Regions from separate parts of the Oryzias latipes genome. Here region 1 is linked to region 2. A link is a contact called in public Hi-C data. All regions are on one chromosome and are shown on one strand. The core of a region is the stretch at or near the end of the contact, and the rest is flanking DNA. Distances in the headings are between cores, read along the strand shown. Region 1 overlaps samd4a (protein Smaug homolog 1). Region 2 holds the start of samd4a (protein Smaug homolog 1).

Region 1 (6,001 bases), core at 444-2,943, 39 kb before region 2:
GGTCTGTGGACTCACCGCTCTGCTGGAACATGACCGCGGCCTGGGGCGTGGTGTGGACCGGCAGCGAGCGCGTCCTCTGCACGGAGCTGTGGGTCCTGCTGGGCATGCTGTTGCTGCCTCCTGGGTTGGCAAACCACGGGCCCTGAGGAGAACCATCATTAAAGAGGTCCCTAAAACAGTCACGGCCATGAGACTGGAACGGAGCAAAGACTTCCCATTTCTACTGCTGAAGAATCTACATGCGTGGAGCTCAGCAGCAACGTGAGGCTAGGCTCCATGCAGTTTTCACATCTCTCTTTGATTTGGCATCAAAAGAAGAGTTTTAAAGAAACTGACCGCCAGGTAAGTTTACCTGAGAGCTGCAGCCGAACCAAACACTGAGAAAGGCGGACCGAGCGCCTCTGACGGTTCCGCCTGAAACGCTCAGACTCCATTCTGACATTTGAAGGCAGAAAAAGGCCTTTTTATGTGAGGGTGAACATAACTGCTTAAGTTTAAACCACCAGTGGGGAGAAAACTCTAAATGGATCAAACCTGAACAGAATTTCCTCAACTGTAGCAGGAATGACAGTTCCAGTCGTGTGAAGTAAACCTTTTTATCTCTGATGTCTTAACGCCGGCGTGTGCAGGATCCAGATGTTCATTTAGGGTTTGTCAAAAAACAAATCCAAAATCACCTGCTTGGTCCTACAGATGAGATTATACTAAATGTTTGTTACGGTGAGAAAAACACCAACAGAAGAGAACGATGCACAGTTACTGACTGCATTTGATTATGTCACAAAGCAGAGAGACCTGCAGACGTCGTCTTTGTAGTGGTGAGGCGCTTCGCTCATTAGGATCAATGATCACGCGTGTTTGGAGGCCCCGCCCTCAGCCTCCCACATTTAGAGAGAGAAAACCCAGAAATATGAAATGTTGCAGTTCCTACAATGACCACTAGGTGGGTGAAGGCAGCACTTTCTCATCAATTCCAGGGTGATCCTTTTGCCATGAAAACAGAAATGCATCCTGGCAGTAGCTCATCACAAATTTGCCTCTGAGCTGTCGTTGGGTTGGAACAACCCCGGCCCCCCTTCCCCTCCCCGCTGCGGGGTGGAGCGGAGCAGGGAGCTTGTGGCCAGCAGTGTAGTTTTTAACATCACAAACACAGTATTTTTCCAGCTGCATGTTTTCATCTGCTCCTGATTCACAGCGATTGAATTAAGAAAAACTCAGAAATGCAGTTTTCTTCATCAGGAGGAAACTGGAACATGTTAAAAACCCCAAACACCATCTGAGTCTGTCGTTGCTACACTGAGGAGGTTTTAGATATTCCTGCATTTATGCCCTGCTGGCTTTGGTAGGCAGGGGGGCGGAGCCACGGGTGGACTCAGGTGAACAGGTAGTAAAGGGTTAAAGGTGACCGAACCAAGGCCCGTTCTTATGAAACATTAGTCCACCTTAACGGCACATTTGAAGGACGCCACAGAGTTTGTCATGGTAACCTGCTCGCCCCCCCCCATCCCTCTCTGTCTTGGCCGTCCTGCAGCTCTGCAGGCGAGGGGGAAAACAGGAAATGCCTGTGCACTGTTCTCACTGCTTCTGACTGTCTGTCTCATGCACACACACACACCCACACACACACACACACACACACCGCCCCTCCCTTTCCAACACCAAAGCCAGGTCTCCAAACCATGACTCACACATTTCCCTCTCAGCGTTCCCCCTTTTCCTCGTGACGCTGTCCCACACTGGAAGCTCCAGGAGGAACTGAGCTGCTTCCTCCCATTGTGGCAGATGAGAAGCACAGGTTTCCACTTGACTGGGTCAGACCAAACCGGGCCAGGCGGACGCGCCTGACACAGCTCTGGTATGCGAGGAGAACTGTTTACCACCCCCACCCGCCTCATCTCTGTTAGGAAAAAGGCCTATTTTAGGCAGGAGTCTTGCTCAGGGAGGGGTCAGCGTCTGCCCAGAAATACTCTGAAACTCTTCATTACATATTTCTCAACATATCATTGCAGAATGGCAGGAAACGGACCAATTCCCTTCCCTGAATAACCTGCATACGACTGCTAAACTATAGAAAAGCTACTGAAATAATCAGAAAACAACCCATTTACAACAGACATGCTCCTCCGTTATACAGAAAAGCTGATTGTGTCTCACTGTCAGAGTTCATCCACAGACGGTCCTGGATCAATCAGTCTTTTACAATAATGTCATGACTGTCTGTCTGAACCTCGTCTTCTCAAAGTTCTATTTTATGTTTCCAAAGCTTTCAGTTTGTATTTTTACTCATCTTGATAATTTCCTCCATATGATTCCATAACCTCACTCCACAGACAGAAATACAGTCTTTGTTGTATTTGATATCATTTTTATTTTCAGTGAATATTCTCCTTTTTTGGTTTTTATACCTACATCATGTTAAAATCCCTCTGACTTGCAGCGTTAAAGTCTTCTTCTGATCTATGTTTGAATCGTTGTGGTTTTTAGTTCTGATGATGTCGTTTTTAGCCCAAATCTGTGTGGTTTTCTAGGACATAGTTTCTGCAGAACGGAAGTGGATGCATCAGAATGGAGCAGAGCAGGGAGACCGCGGCCCCGCCCACTGTAGCACCTACATCACCACTACAAGTCTTTATTCGTCTGCTTATGAGTCACAACAGTTTGAATAAAGAATTACTCAGAAATGCAATTTGAAACTTAACTGCAAAAAAGTATTCAGTCAGCCACCGTTTGTTTAAGTTCTCCCACTTAAAAAGAGGAGAGTCGTTTTCATCATAGGAATACTTCAACTATGTGAGACTAAATGAGAAAAAACATCCAGAAAATCACATTTTCTGATTTTTAAAGATTGTATTTGTAAACTATGGTGGAAATAAGTATTTGGTTCAAAACAAACCAGCTAGATTTCTGTCTCTCACAGACCTGTAACTTTTTCTGTCCTCCCCTGGTTACCTGTATTAATGGCTCCTGTTTGAACTGGTTACCTATAGAACCACACCTGTCCAGGCTTTTTTTTCTCATTTTGTCTCTCAGTTGAAAACCTGGAAAACGTTCGGCATTTCTAGCTCTGCAGCCGTTTGTTTCCGCTATCCAGCTGTTCTGGAACGAGCAGCAGGAATCAAAACTGAAGAGAGCTCACCGAGAGGATCAGTGCACAACATTTTCCCAGTTAAGGATTCAGTTTATATATGTTTTAAATATTAGCATAAAAGTTGAAGGTCTTATTATTTTAAAATACTTTATGTACATTTAAAAAACCTCCAAACCTTTTTAGAATGTGGACATTTCAATGAAAACTGGGGAAATTGAAATATGAAACACAGAAATGTTCTATACTCTAACTTTATGCACAGAGAGCTTCCACTGTGTACGAATGAAGCGAACCCGAACCCTAAAGTCACGTCTCTGTTCTGGTTTCTGATTAGATCGGTTGTGGGTTTGATGTCCGTATGAGGGTGGGACAGGACGCCCGTCAGACTCACGTGTCGGCCCTGCTTCAGACCGGTGGGCGTGCTGCTGGAGCTACGAGGCGTGGGTCCCAGCAGACCCCCACTTCCCAGCAGACCCAGCCTGGCTCCTGGCAGGCTTCTGGAGGGCATCTGGAACTGGTGGAGGCTCCTTCTGGCAGAGACGCTGCTCACCACACAGCCAGTGGTGGGGAGAGAGTTGGACTGTCCGAACCGGCTGCAGGAGGACGAGGCAAAAGATTCAGTGCTGTGACCGTAGAGCACATGCAGGTTAAAGACTAACTACAAAGCCACAATGAGAAGCACATCTTCCTAAGTTCTCAACACATCCCATAAGTTCTCCTGGAGCCAAAGATAAGCATGTCCAGGCACACGAACAGTCTGAAAGTGTGCTCCTACCTTCTCTGCGCTCGATACCCCGCCATGTCAAGGAGGGCCTTCCTCGGAATGGACCGGAACAGCCTCTGGACCTGCTGTTTCCATGACAACAGCCGTTTCTTCTGCGTCTCTGTGAAGGACTGACGGGCGTGACAAGAGGGGGGTGGACAAAGAAAACTTCAGCAGCAGTGCAAAGGAAAAGATTTGCTGTTTGCAGCATTAGATATTTAGAGGGAAACTAATACCAGTCCAAGGGAACCAGAGCAAAGAGAACGATCCAAACCAGGAATTCCTGAGTGTGGGTTAGGGGTAGGGTAGGGTTAGGGTAGCGTTAGGGTAGGGGTAGCGTTAGGGGAGGGGTAGGGTTAGGGGAGGGTTAGGGGTAGGGGTAGGGTTAGGGTAGGGTTAGGGGAGGGGTAGGGTTAGGGGAGGGTTAGGGTTAGGGTAGGGTTAGGGGTAGGGTTATGGTAGCGTTAGGGTAGGGTAGCGTTAGGGTAGGGTAGGGTTAGGGGTGGGTTAGGGGTAGGGGTAGGGGTAGGGTTAGGGGTAGGGTTAGGGTTAGGGTAGGGTTAGGGGAGGGTTAGGGGTGGGGTAGGGTAGGTGCACTTTTACAACTGCCACTCGACATCTTGTGTTTTTGTGTGTATGATGTGAGTGAATTGTTTTGTTTCCTCTATACGTTTGGCATTTGGAGCTGACAGCAAAGAAAGAATTTCATTGTGCAGGGAAACCCATTTCTTTACTGTGCATATGATAATAAACCCTTTGAATCTATCTACATTAGCATAGTTAGCATAATTAGCATTTTGGGCAATGTGTTTTTCTGAGAGTTGTTGCTGATCGCAAAGCTAAAACTTTTATTCACATTAGCATAATTAGCATAGTTAGCATGATAAGCAAATGCAGCTTTGGCTAGCCTTGATCAAAGCTGGGTGGTGAGGGGGGCGGTGGTGCGTAGAGCTGGGCGTGGAAGGGGGTTGCGTTTGCGGGCCATACAACATTTGCATATTCCTTACAATAAACACAAATATTGAGCTCATGTAGTTCTTTTCATCTGCACCATGTTCAAATATGACTTCCATACTTATGAGTTAGTCATAATAAGTCAAATAAATGGCATAAAAAGCTTGAGGATAGTGGTGGATGTGGTAATTATAGTGTGCGTCTAAAAGTCTCTGTATGACACGTTCACGTGTAAACGGAATGAAGCATGTTCACGCTGCAAAACAGGCTCCATACACACAACTCATACGTTGGCAGATTTTATTTAAAGAAATCTGCCAACGGGGTAAGAAAAATGCTCTCAACAGTAATTCCTATTTTAAAAAAGAAACTGTAATCATTCAGGCACATTTTTCTAAAACTAAGATTATCTTGCTAAAGATGAGACGTTTTCTCTGAAATAAGGGGTTTTTCACCATCATAGGATTTGGTTGTTGCAGGATAATCGTGTATTTATTGTAAAGGCATTTAAACATCCTAAAAAGAAAATATCTGTTCTGTTCACAGATGTATTTGATATACATGGACAACAGTTTCTGCATGTCTGAAGGCCGTTTGAAGGCCAGCAGCGTCAGTTTTTAACCTCACATCACACGGAGAAGAGTGAACGGTAAATGACCCTGCGCTGGGGAAACTGATGCTCTAAAGCGGGGGGGTCAGACTCAAATTCACAGGGGGCCAAAATGAAGCATTGAAGTTAAGTCACGGTCCAAACTCAATTCTATCTACTGAAACAATAACTGATATGTTATGCTTAACCTTTTCCCATAGTGTCTTCTTTTGTCATATTCTTTCCTTATAGCCACGTTAGCTCCGCCCACAAGACAAACAGGTCTGTCCCAAATTTGTAAACATATAATCTGCCTCCCGCCTGTCTTCAAAGCTCCTGTTGTGAGATTAATTTGTCCGATGTGACCAGAGCATGGCTGTCAGTGACTGTCAACAGAACAAAGAAGCGCTTGCCTGTTTGGACTGCGCGCCAACATACTAGCAAAGCATTGTGGGATTTGTAGTAGTAGCAGTAACAGTACATACCGCAGCTCTGTTGCACATTTGATACGATGTCGCGGGCCTGAGTTTGACATCTGTGCTCTAAACCTTCACTTTCTCTCATTTTCCTTCCATTCAAAAGACGAGAATTTGAATTTAAACAAAAA
Region 2 (6,899 bases), core at 3,152-5,651:
TGAAAGAAGATGAACTTCCAAACGCAGGAATTCCACTGAAAACCCAGCAGGATTGACAAAACCTGGTTTTTCTGAGACCTCGACAGTTCAGGATGACAGCAGCAGAATCCTCTTTTGCTAGGTCAGAAGTACATGTATAACAGGAGGCTACCTTAATAATAATAATAATCATTTATAATCTTTAGCTAATGTCAGGACCCGCCCAGGCTGTTAATCTGCTCAGATGTCTGAGGAGATGAAAATCCTTCACCGGGATCCAGAGCTGTGAAATGACCCGCCATGGTCATGGCTGACGGGTTCAGGATCCAGCAGCAGGCAGTAGCCTGGACTCTCCATCCCAGCAGCATGTCATTCCATCTCTCATGAGCGCTGTTTGTTGCCAGGGTTATAGTTACCATGGTGACGCTGCAGCGTGATGCAACACGCCGAGTCAGAAGCTCCTCTGGGGTGAACGGGCATGAGGGCGTCTGAGAAGGGGGGGTGGCCACCATCTCCATTGCACCGTACCTTCATTAACTCCTGAAGTCCTGGAGGCGGGCCTTAGCTGGGCGTGTCGTTACCATCCGAGCAGCAACAACTCTCTGAGTGACCTGGACTGTTCCTGCCGTTTGTTTCAGGCTCAGCGAGAATCAAACCTGCCAGGACCCAAAGCCTTTAAGGCTACTGAAGAAGTGAAGAGACTGTACTTATGAATTCTGAATCAACTCATATTAGCATTTATTTCATTAACCAGAGTATAGAAAATGGAAATGTTTAGAATGTAACACGTTTATGCGCTCAAACAACATGCTGTGCATCCAGGGAGATACTTCAGCCACCAACAGAATTGCCTCCATTGAAAAATTCATTTTCAATCAAAACCAAACAGAAGAGGATTAATCTGTCAATATCAGTTTGACTGCAGACAGCCTCACATTCAAATCTAAACGATCATTTAAATGATTTAGCATATCGTTAGGACCACAAGGCACTCAAGGTAATAAGGAGCATAAACCAAGACAAAAAACATATATTGGGACTTGACTACACCACCCAGAATGCCTAGAGGGGCCAAGAGACGACAGGTCAATTTGAGGTTAAACTTTGACCAATCAGGTCCTGGGATTTGGTAGCGAGGTATAGGTAGGGTCCTTTCTAATATACAGACATGCCATCCGTTTGAAAATTGATCACAGAAACTAACATTTGCGGTTTGAGCAAAGACCATAAGACGCCGAGTCTTTCATGTATGGAAGTAGAGCCATGAAGGAGAAAGCCTGGAGCAAGACCAGCACCGCTACAACACTTCCCACCAAGCCTCTTCCAGCTGAGTATCCAGTAGTGACAGTCCAGTGTGAACACCATGTGCTAACCAACTCAGTGGGAGAGTGTCCGCCCAGTGACTGGAAAGTCGTGAGTTCAGTTCCAGGCCGAGTCATTCCAAAAAAATTGCCTCCCTGCTTGACACCCAGCATTAAGTGGTTGGATTGGGGGGGCTAAACTCACCGAATCCCCCAAGGAACGGGTGAGGAAAACAAATTTAAACAGATAACGGGACTTTAAAGAACGCTGTTTAGCGTGTTCTTGAACGCGCGTCACATGTGTACGTGTCTTAAGGCGAAGCGGTTTATAAGGCACCCTGTCAATTTTTAAAAAATGAAATGATTTTAAATTTAAAATACAGTAGATCTGCCCAAAGATCATCAAGAAAACGATATGTTAACATTTGGTTTCTTCTTCTCTGCGTATTGATTATGAGCTCCTGCAGCTGAAACAATTTAAAAACAACAATAAAGTGATACGGTGATGTCGTCAGCTCTTTATGGTACTAAAACAGTAGCGTTCAAGAACTGGAACTGAATTCTGGGTATTGGCGGTGTCGACATGGCCTGGCTTCAGGAACCAACAAGTGGCTGAAAAGTCCATCATTTGTGAACAAATGCTGAGCCGACAGAACATCCAGGTACTATTTGAATTCTGTGAAATGATGGACAAGACGTTCCAGACGCAGGCTGTCCAATCTGTGAAATAGTGGGTTAAAACAATATTCCTTAAGGTTAAAAACCTCGTCTTCTGCAGAGACACTCAGGGAATCTGTGTGTGTCAGGGACACGCACCAACATCCGTCTCCGTGGGCCCATGATGTTTTCTGCTAGCATGATGGGTTGGCGACAACAATAAATGCTCCTACAGAGGAGCGAGAGCTTCTCAGCGCTCGGATCAAACCGGCATCTCTGGCGGTGTGGGGGCGGGGCAGAAGGACACACGATATGGACAGCTGTGGGTTTTGAGGACAGAATGAATGTTTCAGCAGAACCATGCAGAACTGCAGCCTCAGAGCAGCGAGCCTTCATCCCGGACGGACCCGCATCCGTCCGACCTTTCCCTCACAGAAAACGTCTGGAGCTCCGTTAACGGAAAAACGTTTGAGACAACCACCAACCCTGCAGCGGCTGGAAACCGTCAAGATCAAATTCTGACCAAACTCCAGAAACGCAGAACCTCCATATTCAGATGTCTTCAAACTGCACCACAGTAACCATGGTAACCACACTGGTGTCCAAGCAGTCTGAGACAGCATCAACTTTGAAATGAACATGAAGATCTCGTCCTATTATTATTTTAAAAGTTTAGTGCTGATTATACCCCCCCCCTTCTACTACACCCCCCTTTCTAACATCTCTCTCTCTTCTTCCCTCCTTTTCTTTGACCGTCCCGTCCAACAAAAACTGTTACAAAAATAATATCAATAAAGTTTAGTCTAAATTACAAAAGGGGTTTATTCAAATATACACCTAGTGTGTCAAACGTTTCATTACTCATGTTGTAGCAGTAAAATCTGTCCAACACAAGAGGCTTTCAGCCCCATCTGTCTGCTATATAAAAAAGCATTTAGTGCTCTGTAGTCCATAAATGATGGGCTCAACGTTTCTGTTATTCTTTCCGTGTTCAAGCTTTTACAAACTACTTTGACCGCATATAAATAAATAAAAAGGAAACAAAGGAAGAAATTCGAATGTCTGAGTGAGTCTGAGCAGCAAACGTCACTCAGGTATCACAGGTGGAGGTGGAGAGCTGCACCCGTCTGATGAGCAGAAGGCCGCGCTGACGCGTCCCGCTATCTGAAGGAGTGAACGCTCTGCCCCACAGAAGACGGAGCGGCCGCGGGCCTACCTGGGTCGTTGGCCTCGCCCTCCAGGACCTGCAGCTCGGTGCACTCGGCCAGGGAGTGCTCCAGGCAGAGCTGCAGGAAGCGGGCCTGGGTCCGGCTCACCCTCTTCAGCAGGGACAGCAGGGCCACGGTCTGCTCGCACTCGTTCCAGCCCTTGAACCAGCTGGCCAGCACCCCCACCTGATCACGAAACATCATGGTCTGCCAGGCGGGCACCCGGTGAGACGTGGGGAGGCCACTCCCCCAGGAAGCCCCCGGATTCGGACTTCAGTGAGCTTGGGGGGGGGTCAGATCAGCTGAAGCAGCGTGGGGCTGTCCCTGACTGGGCCATTCTTAACCAGAACCAGGGGAAGCTCCTGTCGGATCCCGCCCACCGCCTCCTCTTGGCCGACTCTCTGGTGGTGCTGAAGGGGGGCGAGGGGCTCCTCTAGCTTGGCATTGGGCCCCTGGGGGGTTTGATGAGTCAGCGCAGGTCCAGTTTAGGCTGGGTCACATCACCTCCAGCCTCAATGGCACGTTTCTTCAGGGAGTCCCGGTACGCCTGCGGGAGGAGGGCAAACGTTTAAATCCCCGCTCATGAGCACAGAACCGGACCCAACTGGCGGTTCTGACCCAGCAGCCTTAAATAAGCGGCACAGCCTGCGGCATTCACAGTCGGGACAGAAATAAAAGATGTTTGGGGGATCCACCCATCCTAAAAATACTGCTGCCCCGCTGGCGCTGCATCCAAGCGGAATGTTCCGCTTGTGGCGGCAGGACGCTGCGCCTCGGCGGCAGGCGGGCTGAGCCCGCGTTCCCGCTGCAGGAGGCGGCGGCGGGGGCGGCGGGGGGCGCGCGGAGGGATCCCGGAGGAGCGTCGCTTCAGTCCGAAACTGTCACGGCGCAGTTCATCGGCGCAGAAAAACGGCCGATCCCTCAGAAAATAGTCCCGGCGACTTTAAACGGAGCGACCGTGACAGACAGAACAGGCTGCCCCGTTAACCGGGAGAGTTTGGCTGAAGACACGCGGAACTTTTCTCTGAACCGGTGAGAAAGAGACGGGCGGCGGCGGTAAACTTCAGACCGGACCATCGGTTCCTACCTGCTGGGTCGGGCTGCATCGTCGGGTTCTGTCAGGACGGACTTGTTTTTTTTATCTTTCCCTTTTTGGGGGTGCGGGGAGCGCCGCCCCGTCACTCCAGGTCTGCGGGATTTGCCATCTTGCCCAACTTTTCCTCAGTGTCCCTCCAGCAGACGGGCTGTGCTCTAAAACACTGCGGTCAAGCGGGACGGCGAAGGGAATCAACTTCCGGTGGAGCTTTTCAAAATAAGGCATGAGATTGAGAACAGTAGCTTCCTCCCACAGTCCACGAACATGCCTCAGTTTAAGTGTGAGTGGTTGTGTCTCTGTGGGGCCTTAGAATGGACTGGCACACCTTCCAAGGTGCACCTTACCTTTGACCAAAGGCAGCTGGGATATGTTCCAATGACCCCATCAGGGTCATGGGGTCATTTGGAGCATGTCCCAGCTGCAAGTTTAGAAGAGGAATAGATTAGTGATGCACTGCTGTCCTGACCATAAACCGCTTATGAGAACTGGACTGGGTGGACCCTCCCCCTTGGCGTTCCAAACAGGAACTGGTCCCAAGAAGCCAAAATCCCAAAAGCAATGTCCGAATTCCCGCCTTAACCCCTAACTACTAAAAAACTAGATAGTGCCCTGGATTTCAAAAGCAATCAGACACCACACTCCTTTTTTCTTTAAGCGGTGGATATGATGTCATCGAATTAGCTAAGTTAAAATCTAATTAATATGAGCGTTTTGTGACGATTATTCATGAGTCCACTGTCTTCTGAAGATAAAAACGTTGATGGTTTATTTATTAAAAATACTTTTTCTTTGAAAAATTGTTCCAATGCAATGCATTGTGGTCTATATTTGCTGATCTAGTGAGCATCGATGCACACTGGTTTTTCGCAGAGACTTCTGGGAAATCTCTAGGGCTCTGGATTTTGGATGTTCAGACAGAACTACGAAATGGTGAAACCACTATAGGGGGCACTATGTAGTTGGCAGTGAAGGAATTCTGACACAACCACAGACTTCCATAGAGAGACAAACAGCTGCTACTCTGATACATTTTTTTTAACATGTTCTTGATAATCCTAATTTTTTTCATTATATTTTTTTCTGCAGGTCAAGTTTTTCAGGTTATAGACGGACCAATCAGATATCTCAATAAAAGTAGACGGTCTAACGCCAAGCGCTCGAAACATTAGATCTACAGATTTTTTGTAGCCTGCTTTCAAGTGGCAGGAATGTGGACTTCCAACAAGCTCACTCCTGATTGGTGAGAGTGGTTGCCATAGAAATGTTGACTGAGACCAATCACTGCTGACTGATCACTGCTTACCTCAAATGCATGCCCCCACTTTGGTTTTAAGCTAGGTTTAACTAACAGGAAAGCTTAGAGAGTATACATGGCCGTGTCTGTCATCCATCAGTGGTTATGTGATATTATTATGTCAAATGTGATTCCAAATCCCAAGTATAAGTCACGCACACTGATCTTCTTCCTGCATTTTACGCCTTGAGACGCTTAGGGCAGCATGTTTCCGTAACCATCTTAGTTTTGCAGGACCGAGTGGTTATCCCTGTGCCAAACCCCCAACCTGGAGGCCCAGTGGACTGGTCTTAGTGTGGCTTCCACCCTTGGGTCTGTCTGGCATGGGGGACTCTACCATAGGTGGCATAGGCATCCAGGTCATCCAGACACGCAAGCCCCCCAACCACGACAAGGTGGCAGTCCATGCGCACCCATTACAGTTGGTCTCATAGAGATGGGATGTACATCAATGGCTCTAGAATATGGGACTACATTTTTAACCTGTCCTGTCCAACAGCTGGGCAGACAGATGAGAGCTGAAGGCCTCTGGTGTTGGACAGATTTGACTTTAACAACAGGGGTTATGAATCTTCTGACACTCCAGAGGTATGTCTGAATAAACCCCTTTTTTGTAATTTAGACTCAACTTTATTTAATGTCATATGTATGCCACCATTTGAAAAACAAAGATTTTCAGAGTAAACATTAAAAGTCTGAAAGCAAAAAATGTTTTCAAACAAATATGAAATATTTTCATTTGAAACTTAGAAAGTTTTGAGTGCAACGTGGTGGTGGCATAAACATTAGTAACAGTAGTGAGAATTTAGCCAAAACTAAGCCCTCTATTCGCAACAAGCCTGCGTTACAGAAGTCAGACAATCATTTATTTAGCTCCACTCCACACTTTGATACAACTGAGAAGAGACATTCAGTTTTAATCTCAGAACAGGGGCTGAGTCCCATCAGCATAGCTGAGAGGATTTAAACCAGCATTTCATGCATGTTAGTTGTATGATTGCAAAACTACAAATCTGAATCTTGCAACTAAACAATCATCACGAAGAATAGTTTCCTTTGATGAGGATAAATACATCCTCTGAATCTAATCGAAATGCAAAGCTTTTATTTTGAAGGGACGGCTCGTCATTTTCCGGCTTCATTCGGAACAGGGCTCGTGCCGCCGCTTTCCACATGCTAATTATTAACAGCGGCGCATTACGTCAGGGGTTTGGCGGGGTGAGGAAACACCAAAATAGAGCGTGCGGGGGGGCCGAGCGGCTACGACACCGCGAGAAAATGTGGGGGAAAAACACTTTCCAGAGCTGATAATGCCGAATGAGGCCGAAAGAAGGAGGGTTAAAGTCTTTAGGGGAGAAGCAAAG

Evidence for each region. Hi-C and Micro-C count contacts between places; a contact is called where the count stands out from the background.
Region 1: a Hi-C map of embryo shows a contact between it and region 2, with 1.7 times the contacts expected there. The contact joins the enhancer-like site here to the promoter of samd4a in region 2. A contact is called at or near these places in 3 of 5 Hi-C or Micro-C datasets (embryo and fibroblasts).

What each region holds. Positions count from the first base shown.
Region 1 is chr3:1,250,538-1,256,538 of ASM223467v1, reverse strand. samd4a (protein Smaug homolog 1) reads right to left here. Exons shown (of 12, transcript XM_011492501.2): 8 at 3,864-3,982; 9 at 3,480-3,681; 10 at 16-142. Among protein-coding and RNA genes, the nearest start is that of samd4a, 37 kb to the right of the region's middle. Within about 2 kb of position 1,693, at least 3 of the 8 cell types and tissues checked have an H3K27ac peak or open chromatin away from gene starts, as enhancers often do.
Region 2 is chr3:1,213,686-1,220,584 of ASM223467v1, reverse strand. samd4a (protein Smaug homolog 1) reads right to left here and starts at 4,401. Exons shown (of 12, transcript XM_011492501.2): 1 at 4,233-4,401; 2 at 3,154-3,692. The coding sequence starts at 3,349.